Regions from separate parts of the Hordeum vulgare genome. Here region 2 is linked to region 1. The links are chromatin contacts, called in public Hi-C maps. All regions are on one chromosome and are shown on one strand. Each heading gives the region's core, a stretch centred on a gene start, on an enhancer-like site or on the middle of the called end of the contact. The rest is flanking DNA. Distances are from core to core; before and after follow the strand shown.

Evidence for each region. A called contact is a pair of places that touch in the nucleus more often than the background predicts.
Region 2: a Hi-C map of seedling shows a contact between it and region 1, with 2.1 times the contacts expected there. The contact joins two enhancer-like sites. A contact is called at or near these places in 2 of 6 Hi-C or Micro-C datasets (leaf and seedling).

Annotation. Positions count from the first base shown.
Region 1 is chr5H:496,044,630-496,048,262 of MorexV3_pseudomolecules_assembly, reverse strand. No RefSeq gene overlaps it. Among protein-coding and RNA genes, the nearest start is that of LOC123396721, 98 kb to the right of the region's middle. Within about 2 kb of position 1,477, at least 2 of the 3 cell types and tissues checked have open chromatin away from gene starts, as enhancers often do. A contact at or near this core is called in seedling, where this site is marked.
Region 2 is chr5H:496,223,500-496,227,048 of MorexV3_pseudomolecules_assembly, reverse strand. No RefSeq gene overlaps it. Among protein-coding and RNA genes, the nearest start is that of LOC123396728, 12 kb to the right of the region's middle. Within about 2 kb of position 1,393, at least 3 of the 3 cell types and tissues checked have open chromatin away from gene starts, as enhancers often do. A contact at or near this core is called in seedling, where this site is marked.

The sequences.
Region 1 (3,633 bases), core at 228-2,727:
AGTACAACGAATATGTGTGGTTAGCGCGCGCTAAGCTGGCAGCCAGTTCAGTGATGCCGATGCACACATGCATGCAAAGTGCTCGTGCGCGTGTTCTGGAGTTAGCCAGGCCGTCTCTGTCTGGATCGAGCGAGCGAGCTAGCAACTAGGAGTAGCAAGTAGCAAGCAAGCAATGCCGCCCATCCGTCCGTCTATCGGCGCTCGCTCGCCACCATTAGCCAGTGCACGCGCCCTCCCGTGGGTGGCGCATGCATGGATGGACCGGCCAGCTCGACCGAGCTCCCCGGCCCGCGCGCGGTGCGCGACCAGCTAGACTAGATTGGTGGCCGCCAGCTACGGGCGGCGTCGTCCTGGCCTGGGCTAACCGAACGGAGCAGAACAGCTCAACGACGCTACGGAGCGGCACGCGCGCATGCGCATGCGGGAGCAGGACCATGGCATGCATGCGTCATGCGTGCATGGACGAACGGCCGGACGTACCGGCGCGGCCAATGGCGCGGCGACAGGCGCGGCGGCAGCGGGCGCGCGACGTACCGACCGGCGGATGGGCGGTCGGTCGCTGGGATCGATGATAAAGGCCATGCACGGGCGCTTGATTCGATCGATCGCCCGGTGATCCATCCGCCTGGAGTGGGGGATCCGCATGCACATGCACGAAAAAGATCGTGTAGTGGCCTGGCCTAGTACGTGGGGGTCCGGCTCCTGCTCTCCCCCGCTCGCCCGCGCGCAAAGCCCGCCCCCAGCGGATTACGAGAGTGACGCAGCGTCTAACACATGCGCGCCCGCCCCCCCTGTTGCCATGCCATTTGCCATGCATGCATGGTGGCCTGCGAGCTTCGTCGGTTGGTCGTGGTTGATCAACAACCTAACCTGTGGCTGTAATGCAAGGTCGATACGTAGACACGCATGCACCATGGCACCGTCCCGAGCTCTACGTACGTACGTCGTCGCCTAGCTAGCTAGCATGCATTTTCATTTTCAGCAGGTCGATCGAGCTGGTGGTACTAGCTAGACTACGCAGTGAGTAATTAACCACCCCCGGTGTGGTGTAACGTAAAGGTTGTCGCACGACGCCAATGATGGGTGAGCCCGGCGGTGTGATGGCATCAATGCGACAGGCCCGCACGAGCGGTCCGGTGCGGCTCGGGCTCTAGACTTACGTGTCGGCATCCGCCACGCCGACCGCGCCGCAGGGGGGCAGGCCACTTCCACTGCGTCCCCCACGCGCGAGCCAGGACGTCCGTCCGTCCTCCCGTGTCAGGCCCAGAGGCAAGCCTGTGATTAACTAGTAGCCAAATTACAAGCGCGGCGCGGATCTATCCCTCTTCCCTTCCCTGCCGAGCGCCCGGCCGGCCAGCCACCAACCGGCGAGGCGACCGGTCGACGGAGCCAGCCAAGGTACGCACCAGTGGTCAGTGGACGGTGCATGCGAGGGACCATGCGTGACACGACGCGCCAGTGCCAGTGGCGGTGGTTACGCTACATACACACACAGGGGCGGTTGGTTGCTTAAGGCCTGGCTAGCTAGCTAAGCAGGGACCGGCCCGTCGGTTTGGAGTTAATGTCAGCTAGCTGGCTGATTAGCAGCACGGCGCGCGGCACTGTTTCCCGGAGGGGACAGCTCGGCCGTGTCGTGCCCTGGGGGAGAGGAGCACCGGGCGATTTGACCCGGGGGCCGTGTCTGTCGCCCGCTCCCCGGCTGCACCCGTGCCCGCCCCCGCCTCCGCTCCCACGCCCGCTGCATGCGCATGCCTGCGTACGTGCGTCGACCAACCACCGCTGGCTGGCAGTGCCAGTGCCACACGTACGTACGTCGATCGATCTCTTGCTATCTGTAGGTAGATTATTGGTTGCTGTGTACTGTTCCCAGGACATCCCGGGGAGCCAGCCCTGGCTCTCTCAACACTGTAACGCTGCGCGCCAACTTCACTTGCCCCTTGTGGCTGCTCATAAGTTGGACGACGTACGCGCCCACTAGATTATTATCCCGATCTATCCTAAGCATATACTGTGTGCATGGAGTGTTGACCTAGGTAGGTACGTACGTGCCCGTATCTTGAGAGAATCGAAGCGCATTGTTATAGCAGATCGCTTGTAGTTTTCAGCATCTCACTCGGCCTGCTTGGCCCTTCGTCACCCCGTCCCGTCGACCCGATTTGAATTTCGAAGACGATCTCCTGGATCCAAATATATTCAGGTTCCTGCCAGTGATCTTGGAGCAGGCCAGGAGCCACCCAACCCCGTGCATTATTGATCCCGTCATCTCGTAAACAACTCTGCTTCCCGTTGAAAAACTTGCCCGTACGTCCTCGGTCCCGGGCTCCTCTGGACTCAGACTTCAGAGTGCTGTGGTGGCTATCATCTCTTGCTTCAATGCAGGTTTTCTGCTTGTTGCTGCTTTTGTCAATTGTACGCTAGCCGATGACTAATTGACTACACCATATCGTGGAAGTGCTGCTAATGACTCAAATTTGGACGCTTCCGAGAGAGTTAATCGGGGTGCAGTTTTGATAAGACGGGACAGGAGAGTGTCCTGTCATTGTTAATGCGGAGTGATCCTCGTCGATCGCGCGGGATCTCCTCTCAGAAATCGCTCCAGCAAGGCTGCGTCAACTATGACGCGACTCAAGTGAGCTGCACTCTTTCTGCATCCCAACATATTATCATGCAGATTTTTTTTTCATATGCTTTACGATGCATGCTTCGTACTTTTATCCTCGGTACAGTCGTTTCTACGCGTTCGTGCTTGATTGTTTCGTAAAGTAAGCTGCTGCCTCTCTATTATGATGGCATCGTACGTCCTTCCAGGAATTTGGCTTCTCGCTGCCGAATAATAGCCACAGGTCGCACATTGGACGTGATCGTGTAGGCTGTTCAAGAGACACCGAGTGACAGGTCAATTAGTGAATAATAGGTGATGATGGCTGTAGCATGCTCTCTGCATTGTCGGGCTGTAGCCGTAGAAATGGAGGGCCTACGAGGAGTTCTTGTTGTACCGCCCGTGCTTTCGCAGTTGTACGCCCTCTCTTTCTAGACCTCCTTTTCGAGGCAAAATTCACAAATTTGATCCAGAATTCAAAGGATTTCACGAACTGAACTATTTAAAAAAAAAATATTCAGCTAACCCTTTTGTGTGACGCCCGACAGTCAGGCGCCACACTACACTGTGTGACACATGTGCCTTAGGCGTCACACAGTATAGTGTGGCGCTTATGCCTTAGGCGTCATACTAGGTCTCAGGCCTTATGCTTGTATAAATATATCTCCACTGTATGTTTGAAAATGGTTTACCGTACATTAGAAAGAGTTCACTATATATATAGATAACATGTGCATCGTATATGAAAAAATAGTTCAACCTACATTAAATAAAGTTTGGGCTGTATTAATAAATGTTCAATATATATAAGGCGAAAAATAAGAAAAAACAACTCCCCAAAATACCAAAGACTACAAACAAAGGTTAACAGAAAAACATAGAAACAAAACAAAACAAAAAAACACTAAAGAGAAAAAGGAAAAAGCCAGAAAGAAAAAACAAAAACAAGGGAAACGAAATGCAAAAATATAGCATGCGCGTGCAATGAACTAGGCCGGCTCGCTCGCTTCCACGCATCGCCCCCTCTATATATC
Region 2 (3,549 bases), core at 144-2,643, 180 kb before region 1:
CACCACACTACCAAGTACGCTATTTTCATAGCCTCAAAAAAAAAGGTTATTCCCCCCTTGGCATGCATGCGTATTACTTTCCTCCGTTTTTAAATATTTTATTTTAAGTTTTTTAATATAAATTACGCCTAAAATAAAATGAATGAATCTATATTTTAGTATCAGGTGTAGGGGTGGGCACTATAAAACCGAAAACCGAAAAACCAAACCGAACCGAACCGTATTAACTGATTTCTCGGTTTATTTGGTGGTTTGATTTTTGGTTTGGTGGGAAATTTTAGGGTTGTTCGGTGTTTTGTTTTTGTTCGGTTTTTGGTGCCCGGAAACCGAATAGACAGAACAAACCGATATGAGGGATACCCCATGTAATACCTTGTTTCTGAAAGTGCAACAGTATGGAGGCATCACACATTTCTCCGCACATAATACATTTCACGTTCCATGTGCTTTTTTAACTTAATTATGGTTACTAGTTTGCTTGGCCGAATAAACCATAGAATGATATTAACGTTGCTAGAACTTGTGATTATCCTTTTGCATATTATACAAACCAAATCAATGCTCTCGAGTCATTACACTTATACTAACAAGTGCATGAATTTTGGTTTTTGGGTTAACCGAACAAACCGAACCGATATATTATGGTTAATATGGTTCGGTTTCTAAATTTTGAATGATTATTTCGGTTTCTATTTTTCCAAAACCGAAATTATATAGAACCGAATAAACCGAACCGTATTAACCATATAAACCGAACGGCCAGCCCTAATCAGGTGTACTCGCACAGTAGCCAGGGATCCTTTGCTTTCATGTGTGTCACAGACACAGTGCATGGCGCCATGCACGTTGGCGCGAGCGGTGGGATCGTCCTGCACCTGCACCTGCACGGCCGTGCCATGATTAATCGCCCCAAACTTTCACGGCCTTAATGATCGGATCGGCGTTAGGTCCGTGCTGCCGGGTCTGAAATGACAAGACCAAAGCGGGAAAACCACGCACCGCCCGGCAGCACGCACCCAGTATGGCTGGATTGGGTCTCTGGTCTTGGCCACACCATTGGTGATTGGCCGGCGCCACCTATGGCTAGGCTAGAGATGAGGTACGTAGCGTAGCCAGGGCTCACCTACTAGCTTTGCTCTGTACCAGCACAGGGCGCGGTCGTCGCGGCTGCCTCGACACGGCACGAGGGGGTAGATCCCGTTCCGTCCATGCACACATGACGATGGGGTGATTATCCGGAAGCCTATGCATGCATGCATGCACACATGTGTGTCGACGTTTGCTGTTGCGCTGAAATCGGAATAGTGGTAGTTTGCTCTCTCTCTCTCTTGCATCGCATGCCACCAACCAAACATGCATATGATATCAACTTCCGGCCTACATGGACCAGTGTGTGCTGTAGTAGCTGCTTGCCCGTCGCTATAATACATGTAGTACTACTCCGTACATATCACAAGATATATAGCTCTCCCACACAGTCACAATGGGGATGTGGTTCGATGCCAAAAAAAAAAAACTGGGAATGAATGTGGTATAGCTGAAAAAAGAACACTAGCTTCCAAAGAAGCAGCACATGGTTGTGAGGACAATGGCAATCAATCAGTGGGGAGAGTAACAAAATAAGTGGCAAAGTTACAGGACTTGGGCATGAACCCCCCCTATAATCCCAATCCAGTGCCCGGCCTTCCAAGCTCCCGGGAGGCGAGCTGTCTCCTCCCTGCGCCAAGTGTTCATGATCCTGTGATCTTATCCAGAATCGGTTCCTGGCTACAAGTCTCCGTGTGTACGTACACATCCTATCTTCTCGCATTCACACACACATGCCAGCTTCAGTTTCTGCGCACCAACATATCCTGACGAGAATGAGTAGGAGGAAAACCTGGTCACAGATGGATGCACATGCATGCACGCGCGCAGATATGCACGTACTGTACTTGTGAGCGCATGCGGATCGTAGCTCGTAAGGAATGATACGATCTCCATGGATGAGAGAGGGAGAGAGAGAGAGAAGGGGGAGGAAAAGACCAAGGCGATGGATGGCGATGATGATGGCAAGGGATCTCCAGTCCAGCCCATGTGTGCCCGGCCCTGGACCTACGAATTCGTCCTGCTCGGCCTTGAGTTGGGGGCATTCAATCCGCCCCACCCCCATGTTCTGTGGGCGCCATTCGATTTCGAGGCCCCTGCAGCTGCAGGGGAGGGCACCGGCCACCATGTATTTCCTTATCACCAAGCCCTGCGCTGCGCCGCTGTCCGGTTAAAAGAGGCCAGTCCGGCCGGCCGGCTGAACTTGAACATGCATGCCAGCAGGCAGCAGGCAGCAAGAGAGGCTAGCTAGCTTGGCTTGGACAGATGCATGCATTGCCCTTCTGGTGCAAATGTGCCACTATCAACTTCATCATTCCCGTCAGACATTGATGCTCCCTGCCTTGTGCCTTTTGGCAACCTTTGCAGTTATTGCCCGGTTTAAACATGGCCTCTAGTTCGCTACCCGTGGCCTACGGCGTCAGCGCCATGGGGGCACACGGATAGCCTGTTGGGGCAGGCCGTTGTGGCGGCTCGCGGTTGGCCGCCTATGGAATGTACTCCATTTCCTCTGCAAATATTTTTTTTTTCATTTTGCGGGACATTTCCCCTGCAAACCTTGATGATAGAAATACACTCCTACTGTTCCACGAACCTTGATTATAGTGCATGCGTGTTACGTACATAGTTGAATAATTGAGCCATTAAGTTAGATCCAGAAAAAACAGTACATAAACACATGATTAACATATATAATAGAGATGATAATCGAATCAAGCAACAGATTGTTGAAATTATTCTTGCAATCGGGAAGAATAGGGTGAAGCATCATATTCTCATCGATTGCTACCGCTACTAGACGTCTAGACGAAACACAAACCCAAACAGAAGGGCTAAGAATACATATGACTCAACGGAAGAAGAAGCCTTCGCAGCCGAGCATCATGTTATAGAGGAGGTCATCGACGTCGCCGAATCCGTCGTTCGTAACCACGGTCAAGAAAATCAAGTACTCGCGCGGAACAAGAGATGGGGCCACGAAAACTTTCCCCTCTCTCCTTCCCGTGCCACCCCCGCGGGTGTCCGGGGGAACCCTAGTTCCTCCGCCGGCCATCCCCCTCCATCGTCTACTCCTTCTCGCCGCCGCCTGTGCGGGCTGCCTCACAAAGCCCGGCTAACCTGGGTGGCGGCGAGGCCTTCTCTCCTCCCTGTTTGGGGGTGGCGGCATGGGACGCTAGATCCAGGCGGCGACACGAGGCGAGTGGGCGCGGGGTTTGCGATTGTGTTGGCAGCATGGTGCAAGCGCGTGATGCTGCCGTCTTCCATGGTGAATAGCAGGGCATGGCGGCAATGAGGCGCACAGCCGGGCAATGGTGCAGGCGGGCGTCTTCACCATGCACTACTGTAGGAAGGTCCTAAAATGACACATCAATCAAGGACCCTTCGACCTAACTGTGTGAGATCCATCAATCGCAAACGGTATAGTTCTAGCTCCGTGGCCAATACAACAAACTGTGTGCAATG